Linked DNA regions of Mus musculus: regions 2 and 3 are each linked to region 1. Evidence: chromatin contacts called from public Hi-C data. All regions are on one chromosome and are shown on one strand. The core of a region is the stretch at or near the end of the contact, and the rest is flanking DNA. Distances in the headings are between cores, read along the strand shown.

Evidence for each region. A called contact is a pair of places that touch in the nucleus more often than the background predicts.
Region 2: a contact with region 1 is called in a Hi-C map of uterus. The contact joins two enhancer-like sites. A contact is called at or near these places in 1 of 15 datasets of contacts at CTCF or cohesin (the NIH/3T3 cell line), 2 of 484 Hi-C or Micro-C datasets (both in uterus) and 5 of 115 datasets of contacts at active chromatin or transcription factors (the NIH/3T3 cell line, astrocytes, craniofacial prominence and 2 more).
Region 3: a contact with region 1 is called in a Hi-C map of uterus, with 5 times the contacts expected there. The contact joins two enhancer-like sites. A contact is called at or near these places in 1 of 15 datasets of contacts at CTCF or cohesin (the NIH/3T3 cell line), 17 of 484 Hi-C or Micro-C datasets (adipose-derived mesenchymal stem cells, cerebral cortex, embryonic fibroblasts and 7 more), 5 of 115 datasets of contacts at active chromatin or transcription factors (the NIH/3T3 cell line, astrocytes, craniofacial prominence and 2 more) and 1 of 9 other capture datasets (embryonic stem cells).

What each region holds. Positions count from the first base shown.
Region 1 is chr8:104,026,081-104,030,199 of GRCm38.p6, reverse strand. The region is part of intron 1 of Gm32728 (a long non-coding RNA gene); the gene reads left to right. Among named protein-coding and RNA genes, the nearest start is that of Gm32728, 8.6 kb to the left of the region's middle. Within about 2 kb of position 2,084, at least 61 of the 459 cell types and tissues checked have an H3K27ac peak or open chromatin away from gene starts, as enhancers often do. A contact at or near this core is called in adipose-derived mesenchymal stem cells and uterus, where this site is marked.
Region 2 is chr8:103,314,944-103,319,062 of GRCm38.p6, reverse strand. Gm39234 (a long non-coding RNA gene) reads right to left here. Exons shown (of 3, transcript XR_879135.2): 3 at 2,470-2,816. Among named protein-coding and RNA genes, the nearest start is that of Gm39234, 20 kb to the right of the region's middle. Within about 2 kb of position 2,147, at least 30 of the 459 cell types and tissues checked have an H3K27ac peak or open chromatin away from gene starts, as enhancers often do. A contact at or near this core is called in uterus, where this site is marked.
Region 3 is chr8:103,407,511-103,411,629 of GRCm38.p6, reverse strand. No RefSeq gene overlaps it. Among named protein-coding and RNA genes, the nearest start is that of 1600027J07Rik, 62 kb to the right of the region's middle. Within about 2 kb of position 1,894, at least 54 of the 459 cell types and tissues checked have an H3K27ac peak or open chromatin away from gene starts, as enhancers often do. A contact at or near this core is called in adipose-derived mesenchymal stem cells and uterus, where this site is marked.

The DNA.
Region 1 (4,119 bases), core at 835-3,334:
TCCTCCTCCTCTTCCTCCTCCTCCTCTTCCTTCTCCTCATTTCTTCTTCCTCTTCCTCTTCCTCTTCTCCTTCTCCTTCTCTTTCTCCTTCTCCTCCTCCTCCTCCTTCTCCTTCTCCTCATCCTTCTCCTTCTCCTCCTCCTTCTTCTTCTTCTTCTTCTAGATATATACATGTATATATGTACATATACATATATAATGTGCCGGTGGTTTACCTTCATGCATGCATGTGTGCCACATGTAGGCCTAGTGTCAGATCCCCTAGTAGTAGAGATACAGATGGTGGTTAGCCACCCTGTGGGTGCTGGGAACTGAACCTGGTCATCTATAAGAACAAATGCTCTTCACCACTGAACCATCCCTTGATCCCCTGCTTTAGAGTTTTGCACAGCACTCAGGGAAGCTTCCTTGAGAAAACCGAAGAGTCTGATTATTGGTTGGAAGGACTGGGCACAGAGCAGCTCAAGCAGGGAGAGCTTCAGTGACCAGACCCTGGGGCTAGGAGGAGGAACAGCCTATTCTAGGAAGACTTTCAGAGGTGTCCCCCCCCCTCCCTGCCTATGACTTTTTGCCAGTTTTTATAGTATTTCGGTCTTCACTGCTCCACAGAAACAAAATCCCCAGCATGCCTTGCACCAAGATCTAGCCACACATCACAAAGGGGAGAACTCATTTGAGTGTGGATATATGCCTATTCAATTTTGAGTATGTAAAGGTAGGTGAGTCCCCATATAGTCAAGGACAGAAATTCACAAGTAATTAGATTTAAGAAGCAAGTATTTGGCTTTGTTCCTCAGGGTAGTGGCAGCAGTGAGAAACAGTTGTTGTTTTTCCTTCTTCCTCTTAAGAGTCTCCAGATATTCGTCCTTTTTAAGTCTTGGGGCTGTCACAGGCTTTGCCTGGGTCTCCATACCACTAGCCTTGAAAAGGCATCCCTTGACCCTGGTCAATTTACTGTGGTAAGCCCCACTAGATCTCTGGCTTCATGACCTGATCCCCGATGCTAGGCTCCAAAGAGCTGGAGTCTCAAGATTTTGCCCTTGCACACAAGCTGAGGTCTAGGGTCTACTGGTGCTGCCTCTTCTTAAAGTGAGTTTAGTTTTTCTCGTTTATTCTCTTTGGATCAGGACTGTGATGTTTAAGTTTTACCTATGTAGGACTTGATAATTCTTTACCTTCAGTTACCTCAACCACATAAGGATGGTACTGAGTGTGACCCGAGCGACAGTAAAAGGTTTGATATCACCCTTTTCAGACTCTAGAGTTGGAGTGAATATCTGAGGCTGCCTTGATCTCCGTTCTCTTACGCATGTCTCTACGCGACGATTCCGGCCGCCGCCAGGGGGCGCTGTGGTCACGCGGCCGTTCTCCAGCCTCCCCAGCCTGGTGAGCCTAGCCTTGCCAGCCTAGCCTTGCCGCCGCCCCTCTTGGAGCGCTGACTAGTAGCAGCTCCGACTGGCCTCTGTGTTGTGTCCACATTCCAACCCGTCCGCCAATGCATGCTGTCACAGTTGGGAACTCTAATGAGATTCGGTACCTTCTGGCCTCAGTTTGCGAGTCTGGAAAGTGACTCTGTGGCACTGCCTGCTGCCCTGTGGCCACTCAGAAGCTCCAGGTCTCCTGGTTTCTCTTCCTGGGCTCACTGGGTCCTGGAACTTGGTGCCTAACTCAATTAGGTCCCTTCAGTTGTCTTGACAGAGAAAGCAACTTCTCTTTTGCTTCTCCCACCTTTCTCTTATACCTCCTCCCCCTTCCTATCTTTTACTGCTGGCCAACTGAGGACTTAGTTCGAGTCTGGTGTCTTTTCTCCAGAGGAGACCTTTGTTCTAAAGCATGATTTTCCCACCCTCAGATCCATTCTACAGTTGCTGCTGCCTACACAGGGTGAAAACTTAGAAGCCTCCGTCTAACAGCTTTGTTTCCAGCCCCGCCTCGGCCCCATCCTAGGAGGGAACAGAATTTAGGGATTTCCAAGTTCCAACCAGACTGGGTTGTTCTGGAGACCACCTGACACTTGCTCCAGAATGGGGATAGAGGACGCTTAAATATGTGCGCTTTTAGGTGGCTCTGGACCACTGAGGCAAGCTGCCTCTGAGAGGTGGGTCTTGAGCTTGCATTTTAACGTTTCACCCAGGGCGAGGCTGACCCTAGAGATTGCTGCTCCAAGAGGAACCTCCGACGTGGACGAGGAAGTGCCATCCAATCCCAGCAGGTGCAGCGGGCTTGAGTCCTTGGATCCGAGGGAAGATGGTTGGGAAGCTAAGAGAAGGGGCAGGAGAGAGGAGTCACTCCTGGCCGCAAGTGCTGAGTGGTAGCTTGCAGAGACCTGGGGTGGGCAGGTGAATGTGGAACTGGGGTGGGCCCTGTGCTCTTTAAAAGGTGGAGTTCTTTTAAAGAGCACAGGGCAAAGGCCCATAGAAAAACCTGAAATGACAAGTGATGACTGGTAGCCATTGTCCATCTCTGCCTGGGGGAGGCAGTAGTGAGCTACAGAAGGTTAGTGCTTCCCAAGGAGTCTCCTACCCGAGGGCAGGATAACAAGAAAGACCTAAAAGCCTTGGCTGACTGGAAGGAGACTGGACCACAGAGCACAGGCTGTGCCCTCTGCTACCCATCTTTGGGATGTAGGTCTTCCTTTGTCACCTGCTTCCTCCTGGCCCTCCCGAGGAACCTGTTATGACAGTGTTTGCAAGAAGCTGACAGAGCAATGAGAATAATTTAGAAATGCCGAACAGGGGACCCACACATCCATATTTTTTAAAGGCAGATATAAAAAATGTAAAGAGTGTAAAAGCGTGGCTCTCCCCCACCCCAACCCTGGCCTCCCAGAGACTTCCCCCAGGCAACAATTAGTACACGGGCTTCCTGCACAGCTTTCTACATACTGTGAGGCTACAAACACGTACGGCCATATGTCTCCCTTTAAAAATACAGCGCATTATACAGACTCTTCTACACCTTGCTTCGTCCTAAAAATACGTTTTAAAAATATATCTTCCAGACAGCTCAGTATCGCCATCTGAGGCTGCTCTCTGTCTCCCTGCGTGGTTGACGCTGTGTCCCCGGGGACAGCAGATCCTTCACATGCCAACTGACCACGGGCAGGTTGCTTAATTGGTCTGTACACCAGTTGCTCATTAAAAGGCGAAAGACAACAATCACAGCAATGACACTCATTTCATGAGCTCATGAGGAGTCAAGGTCACACACACACAGAAAACAGTCCGTATAGTGCCTGGTGGGCAGAAAGGGCTCAGCATACTACATACTAGTTGCCCATTAAAAAGAGACGACAACAACAACAACAACAACAATAATAATCTCATGAATTCGTGAGAATTCAAGGTCATAAGCAACAAACAGCCACTCCACATAGAACAATGATTCTCAACTTTCCTAATGCTGACCCTTTAATACAACATGGGGGTTCTCATGTTGTGCTGACCCCCAACCATAAAGTCATTTCATTGCTACTTCCTAAATTTGTATTTGTATTTTTTTTTTTTTTTTTGAGACAGGGTTTCTCTGTGTAGCCCTGGCTGTCCTGGACTCATTTTGTAGACCAGGCTGGCCTCGAACTCAGAAATCCTCCTGCCTCTGCCTCCCAAGTGCTGGGATTAAAGGTGTGTGCCTCCACGCCGGGCTTAAATTTGTAATTTTGCTACTGTTAGGAATCATAATGTAAGTAACTGACACACAGGATAGCTGGTAGGCGACCCTGTGTCGTCGTGACCTACAGGTTGAGAACCACTGGCTATGAGGTCTGGCATGCAGTAAGTGCTCAATGAATTTGGGTTACTAAGGTCATCACATTTTCACTCTGAATGCCCTGCCCGGCAGTGGGTCATGGAAGAGCTCTTGACTCTTGCCTCTCTCATCAGCTGTGTGCCCTTGAAAAGAAGAAAACTTTCCTGACTCTCTGGTCCTCCTGAACCATCTATAGCGTTTGATTTTAGCCACTTGCGGGGGGTGGGTGGGTGGTGGGGTGGTGGTGGTGGTGGTGGAGGTGGAGGGGACGAGATGAGATAAAGGACAAACGTGGCACCTGGGGAAGGGCCTAGCACATGTCAGTAATGAGAAACATCAGCAGTAGCTGTCCTTTAAGCCTTTACTGTGAGC
Region 2 (4,119 bases), core at 898-3,397, 710 kb after region 1:
GGTTGTCAATCTACTTCACAGCAAGGCCAAAAAATTGAATGACAAGTCATGCATAAAGTACAAACATGGCAGCTGTCTTTCAGGTGTGTTTCAGTGAGTTTGGTCTTCCAAATGAGACCTATGGCTATTCAGAAAAATATAAGTGTGGTATATTTGAATTTGCTCAGATAGTACGATGTTCCCAAAGAGTCCTCCACTGCCAGCTCCAATTAACATCTCTCAATGTGGACATCCATGGGTGTCTAAACCTAAGTCAGATTCAAGGAGAAAATTATCCTAAAAAACTCTATAGCTTTCAGTGTTCTGTGTTCTTCTAAAACTGTAAAAGTAAGTCTGCTAGTCTTACTTTCAGGTTTCTAAGAGTCTTTCAGGAAGAAAGACATGACTTTCTACTTCTGAAAAGTATGTTTTTATGAAGGTGCTTGTGAAGAGCCTTTGACATGCCAGTTCTTGACATCTGTTCCCTGCCACCTGAGTCTCCTAAGGAGTGCTGTCAGATAAAACGCAAGAAGTTCACATAAATTGGCATGGAAGAGAGTCAAGAAATACATTTAAAAGTACACTAGATGAGATATACTTATCCTGAAAAATACATGCAAGTATATTTGTACAGAAATTATTTGTTGCTTATCTGAAGAGCAAGTTTAACTTGATATTTATTTACTGTACTTCATATCCATACTTCTAAGGCCTAGCAAGTTTACTGGCATAGAATAGTTAAAATAAGACAGAGCTGGAGGCTCAAATCCTCAAGTCACTTTTTTGGCTATATGAACTTTAGGTGGCAATTTCTTACAAGGAAAGGATAAGGAGGTAAGAAGACATATCTTCAAGTTACTATGCTGGGTAATAGAGATTGCCAATGTGGTGGAACCTACACTTACCTGGGAGATACATCTGAATGCTCACAAGGGAGTTTTAGGTGTTGGTTAATCAAAGCAGGAACACCAACCCTGATGTGGGCTGGCACTATTCCAATGGAGTCCCAGGGTGAAAGCTGGATAAACCCAGACACCTATTCTGTCCTTCTCCATGTACTGACTATAGATGCAATGTGACCAACCACTTCATGCTCCTGCCACCAAGACTTCTCAACTCCGATGAACTGTGCCATAAAACTGTAAGCAGAAAGCAATACTTTCTTCCAGATGCTGTGGTTGTCAAGTATTGAGTAAAATCAAGGACAATGGAGGAACCAAGACAATTATTGCAAAGATAAAGTAAACTTGTGAAAACAGCATGGCTGGGGTAGCTCACAGTGCAGGAGAGAAATGTATACCCTTCTAAGTAATGTTCTGCTCTGTTTGTCAAAGGGTTTCATAGCTAGTATGTCTTCCTAAACCTGCACAGGCCTGTAACTATTTCCAATTCTCTAGGCTTCCCAGTGAGTGCGTTCCTTTGTTTTTGGTACTTATATACAACTCTGGATGTTTTATGTCCTAGTTTCTCCCCAGTAGCCTCCCTGATACAAGCAAGCATCTTCAGCCCACTGGAGGAAGACTCAAATTCCTTTCTAGGGTTTGGTTTGTGATGTGGCATGTTGCCATGGCTTGCTTCAACATATGGTCCCCATGAGCTGGCTTCCCTAAGCAATCATTTTTCATTTTGATTTTGTTTTCAAAGACGAAGGATAAATTATAGGCTGAGGTGTATTGGTAACATCACTAGTGGTGTTGATATCTGGATTTGTTTTGCTCAGTGTATGGAGTGGGAATCATGCAGTAACCCTCATATTTGGCTTTGAATGTAGGAACAGTAGCACTCATAATCCATGAGGAAGGGGTTACATCTAGTTATGAGGGAAGATATTGGTGCTTAATGGACTTAAATGATCTGTTCCCAGATTACACAGATTGTAAGTGGGCAGCAGGGCCAGGATTTAAGCTAAAGCCTGGCTCATACCAACAAGCCTCTCCTTTCCTCCACCAGCACTGTTTTTGCCTGTTTACTCTGATTTTATGTGCAATGATAAGGAAACAAAGCACTTGGTTTGTGAGCCAAGAACATGCGTCCCTCGACTCTCACCCCCACACTCCCTGACAAAGGAGAAATAAACAGGGTCTTGTGAAATCTCTGTAATACACTTAGGGATAGTAGCCAAGAATGTTAGTCTGGCTGGCCATAGAGTGCCTAGAGCCCTCAGCATTTCTCCTTTTACTTCTCTTTAGCCACAAACCTATTCATTGCTACAGAGGCTGTAGTATAGCTGGTTCCTTGTTTCAAGCCTGAGAAATCTCGTTAGGGTCTTGCTTTGGTGACTGCTGGGGCCACATGAGGCCATGCCTCCCGACTGCTGGGATCACAGGCATGCTTCACTACTCCGAAGCAGATTTATTCATTTTGACTGCAGTTGTATTTTCAACTCCATGGTTCAATGCATTTACATTTTCCAGGAATGAAACTCTCTCTCTCTCTCTCTCTCTCTCTCTCTCTCTCTCTCTCTCTCTCTCTCTCTCTCTGTATGATGAATGTATGTTCATGTGAGTACAAATATGTCCATATATGGTGCATGCATGGAGGTCAGAAGACAACCTTGGGTGTTGTTGCTTACCTTCCACCTTGTTTGAGACAGCCTTTTATTGCTGGACTCAGCTTTGTGTGAGTTAACTGGCCAGTTCACTTATGACTCTCATCTTAGTGCTGAAGTACTGGACTTACAGGCTTGTGGAATCATGCCTGGTTTTACAGCAGGATGGTGGGGCCATTGCTGCAAACCTTGGTTTGAAGGAAACATCAGGGAGATGTCACTGGATCATAAAGGTGGGAGCAGAGAGTTGCTAGTGGAAAGCAAGTGGGGATAACTTGCTGTCAGCAATCTGTGAAAACAAGCAAGTATAGCCTTGAGACTTGAGAAGAAGGATAGCAATGGTATGTGTATGATCTACCATTCTATGCAGAAGAACTTTGGGGACATCCAGGTTGCCGATACATCTTATCCATTCCAGGGTGTAACTAGAGGCTTGAGTTATCTGTGAGCACCACAAGGACTTTCATTTTGCATGAAGATGAATGTCAGAGCTGGGAATCTGACCTATGGCCTTGACTGGTCAATGGCTTGCCAAATATGGTTGTTAAAATATCAGCAGCCTTCTTTTTCTGTGGGAATCCTCCTTCTTCCTCAGCCCCTGGCATGTGTGCACCCCAGGTGGGAGTCAAGGGGTCATGGGTAGAGTCAGAGTTCCCACTTCCTGCTGTTCCTGGGACTAAAGTGTGGAGGCAGGAAATTGCAGAGTTGGTGGATATGAGTTGTACTAACCAAGTGCAGAAGATGTGCAAGTAGAAACAGTGCTCCAGCCAGAAGTCCCAAGGATGATGTTCACAGTCCCTACTGTTTAATTCATATATTTCGCATACCTGGCTCTATGCTATAGTCAGGGACAGTGTTGGGAGTCAGGCAGAAGTCACAGAGGTAATGTTAGGCTAAGCCAAAAATGTCTTTCATAATTGCCAATGCCCATACCAATTTACACTTGAATGTTTCTGCAAATATTATTATCTTTTTCATCCAGCAACTTCAGTGGGTCTTAAACATGGAAGAATTTAACCTCCTAACTCTACCCTCCAACAGAGGGGAGATTTGACAAAATCAAAGACATGTTTGATAGTTGCAAGAGATGGGACATTAGTACCAGCACTTAGTGGAGGGGATCTGGCTGCTGATACGCACTTCAGAATATTCAGGAAAGACCCTGGAACAAAGAATTATCCTAGCAAAAAATGTCAACCATTGAGAAACTCTAACCACATATAGGTGACAAGGTGAGCATCCAAAGAAATGTCTGCACACTGCAAGAATGGTAACTTTCTCCACCCCTTTCCCTTTCTTCCTTCTACCTCTGGTTGCTTGTCTGTTCCCATTGTAAGTCTCTCTGGAAGGCTTTAGTAGCATACCCAAGATAGGTGTCTTTAACTGGTTTAGTGTCTCCTTTAACCAGGAGTGAAATCATCGTGTGGCTTTTACCCAGATGAGCTTGAGCAGAGAACAAATACCTTTTTAGAACAATTGTGTATATTTTGATACTTCTTCTAAAAACTTAGTTTTGGGGAATGAGCTGAAAGGTCTACAGCAGAGGCAGATCTGCAGGCACCAGAGGCTCCACCCCTGTGAGATGGACACCC
Region 3 (4,119 bases), core at 645-3,144, 620 kb after region 1:
AGTGGGGAGATCACCAGACTCTGGGTTCTGGAACAGGGAGATGAGAGAGGGGCCCAATGAGGAGGCCACTCTAGATAGGTTCATGCCTGAAAACACTATGAGGGAGAAGACCTCTATCCAATGTAAGAATAGCACAAGGAAGATCCAAGTCCTCCCCTCCCCCAGTGACCAGCAGCAGCAAGAGTAATAGGCAGCGATGAGGAGGAGGTCATGGTGAGATCCTGGCCTGGCCTGCCACCAAGGGTCCTGCTGCAGGTAGGGTCTGTGTTGATATCTGTGGACAGAGTTATCACCAAAGGCCAAGCAGATGCCACCAGAAACCATGTGAATATCTGAAGGTGGTGCTGTCATGGGGGACATGCTCATCTGAGTGACCTGTACTGTCGCCCTAGGTCATAGGGACATCTGGGCTCATGTTGCTGCCGGGGACTATGTCTAGGTTTGTGACCCTACAGCAGTTGTGATCTATGTTGACGTCCCAGGCCTGTGTTACCACCAAAAGCCATGCAGATGTCCCTAGTCCAGACTGCTGCATGAGGCACCGTGCTGAGTTGGCTTTACCCCTTGCCTGGGTAGGATAATAGAGCTGCCCATGACAGCAGGGGAGCAGGTAAGCTAGCCTGAGAGTGTGAGTACTGGAGAGCTGGCCCTGCCCCTAGTCTGCCATCTTTCAGTGGCGTGGCTCGGGTGAGGGAGAGATGCCCTCCTTCCCACCATCCTTGTACAGCCTGTGCCAGGCAGGTGAGCTGGCACCAAAATCATGAGAGGATCAAAGCTGGCCTTGTGGCTCATGCATTCCAGCACTCAGTAGAGTGAGAACAGGCCCTGTACCCTCACCTCGGCAGCCCAGTAGAGCTGATCCTGGTGGTGGGGTTCAGGAAAGTAGTCCCTGTGGGCAAGAGTGCAGGAGAGTTGGCCTTGCCCCTGGTCTGCCATGGGATGGGGTGGGGTAGGTGAGGAAGAGATGCCCTCCTTCACAAAGCACACATGAGCTGGCCTTGAGGACATGAGAGCTGGAGAGTGGACTCTGCCCCTTGCCTTCTGTGGCACTGGGTGAGCTAGCCTGGGCAGCACTAGAGAAATTGTTCTGGTGGTAGTGGTACAGGAGAACTGGTGAGTTGGCAAATTCAGCTACCTCCCAGGCCCAGATCCAGAGCTTCAAGTTGACCCACCTCAACATCTACGCTATCTATGATCTGCTGGGATGGGGGAAAGGACTGGTCCTGCAGATCCAAAGCTGCAAGATCTTTATGACATAGGACATCAGCAGAGTATCTGAAAAGAGTCCCCATGAGGATAGAGTATTGATAGTGTAGCACAAGCTAGAGGCCTCTAAATAGATAGAAAAATGATTTATTGAAATGAACATTTGCAAATAAAGGTGTATGAACAAAAGGGTGTAGTGTGGGACATACTGTGACACACTGTAGCTTCCATGAGATTTTTCTTTGTATCTTATTTTGGGTGGGTACAAAGGAATGGGAAGATGAGTGAGATTGGGGTACATGATGTGAAATTTGCAAAAAAAAAATCATTAAAAATTAAAAAAAAAAAGAATAACACAAGGACAGCAAGAACCCAGACTCAAAAGTGGGAAAGGAGACTACACCAAGAGGGTAGTGGCAAAGAGGAGATGTGGACCAGTGACTGAAGAACAGAAGAAGCTCTATCAGCCAAAGGTCAATAGACTAGGAAAATCTCATCTCTTTGTATTAAGTCATGGCAGTCCCCCACCTATGCTAAGCTCTCATGAGGTTTAGCCATTAAATGCTGTGTGATTTTGAGATGGACGTGCATGTCTCTGGTTCTGTTTCTCACAGTTGTAGGTAGGGAAGGGGTTTGGACAGTTTGCAGTAATCTTTCCAGCATTAATATCTCTGTCTCTTATATGTGCCTTCTTTCTAGTTTCACCTGGAGTCTGCCCCTTCTTTGTTTTCCTAGCAAATATAAGCTGTCCTCCTGTTGACTTCTTCAATGCTGGCTTCATGACTACACCTTCACTGGCCCACAAGTCAACACCAGCCTTGACCAAAACATTCCATTCCAGGAGGAGAACTGAACGGATTGGAGGAAGAAGCAGAGATTAGAAACAACAGGCTTGCACATTCCGATTGTTCTTAACTTGATTTCAACTTTTGACCTGTAATGCTTTCCAGCTGTTTTGAACTCACACAGCCCATCTTGATTAGACTCACCCCCTAAGTGATGCAAACAGAGGAGACAGCTTCAGAGAGCCATCACCCCACCCAAATGAGTCTGGGGTTTGCAATTCTTGGATGGGTATGTGGATCTGGATCCCAGGCTTTGCATTCCCAGTACAGTCCTACAGGAGGGCTCAGGCAAGACAACCCCTCCAGCCCCTCCCCCCAAAAGATGACCTCTTTTACAGTCTGTTTTTACAGTGCAGAGTGGGAGCATCAGAATCCCTGCCCCTGTCAAAATAACATATCCCAGGTGGTGGGAGTTAACGGGAAGGCAGGCAGAGAGCTCTGCTTCCAAAGTACACATTGCCACAAATGAGAACCAACTGGAGTGAAGCTGGGCAGACGCAAAGGCAGAAAATTAAGCCCTGGGTTGGCTCTCTCTCTCTCCTTTACTCCCTTCCTTCCTTCTTTTCTTCCCCTCTCTCTCCTTTATTCCCTTCCTTCCTTCTTTTCTTCTTTACTTCCTTCCCTTCTTTCTCTTCCTTCTCTCCCTCCTCTGTCCTTCCATCCTACTTCCTTTCTTTCTTCTCTCCTTTTTTCCTTTTCTTCCTTCTTTTCCCTTCTTCCTTCCTCGCTCCTTCCCTCCCTCCCTTCCTCCTTCATTTCTTTCCTCTCTTGTGCTCTCTTCTTTTCCTCTATCTCCCTCTTTCCCTCCATCTTTCCTTCCTTTCTTTAATAGAAAATGCTACACCACACATGGTTTTTAAAAGACGACTTTCCTTACATGGGGAAAATGAACAACTGCAAGGAAGCTGCTCTCCCCAGGCTTGGGGGTGGGTCCTACATAGTGACATGCAATGTGACCTTCCATCCATCCAACAGGCCTGGGGGCCAGATGTCTGTGACTACACAAGTCAGAAGCTGAGCTAGAAGTACCTAAGCTTCGCAGAGTTTATCATTGCACTGGAGTAAACAGCCAACTCTATTTCTCCTTTTTATCACCGTGCCTTCAGGGAATCCTTTTGTGTTCAGTTTCTGTCCTAAGTGATCATGCTTTAGCTAGATTCCTTAGGAGAGACAATCCAGAGACTCAGAAATGTCATCAGAAGTTGGTTTTCCAAAGACGTTTTTCAGGGGGAATTAGAAGTTGCCACAGGCCTTAGATAGGAGACAGTAACCATCATGTGTGAAGCCAAGTGAAACACAGTATGGCGTTGGGGACATCATCCATCCATCCATCCATCCATCCATCCGGTGCATTCCTATGGTATGGTTAGGCCATTTATTTATTTATTTATTTATTTTCCATTTGGATGTGCCTCATCTTGTCAGCTCATTTTTGCTCATTAATGCAGAGAAATTCATCCTGTGGTTAAGTCTGAAAAAAAAAAAAAGTTCAACGGCTTTGCTGGGAAAACGTTAAGTAGGAAAATTAAATTAAAAAAAAAAAAACAACAACAACAGTAATTTTAAGAGAGGAGAAAATAAACCAGCAGTTTAAATTTTTTCAGCCATTTTGGGGCCAGGGCATTGGACAGCTATGGAATTTCAGGTTCTAACTCATTTCTTCATCTTGAGACTCTCGCCAAACATTTTCATTGCATCCAGAAGGAGGACTCTTTGCCCATTGCTGGCCACATGTGAACTGTGGGATGCTTCACTGCCTGCTTCCGTCACTGGGTGCAAGGCCAGGCAGATAAGAAGACTCACTGGGCTGAGAAAGGCTTCTCTGACTCCTGTCAAGTACCAGCTGTCTTTGTTAATTCATACGGGACACATGCAGATCCCTGAAAATATAAGGAGCGAGGGGGCTCTGTGGCAGGAGTTATTGCTGGGCACGGAGTATCTGCAACTGGGTTAGGGAAGATTCATGGAGCCAGACGGTGACTTGTAGATCATTTGTTCATCTCAGAGGTTGCAAACTTGTTTGAAGCAATAAAATACCTTCCGCTGCAAAATGCTATGCAAAACAAAA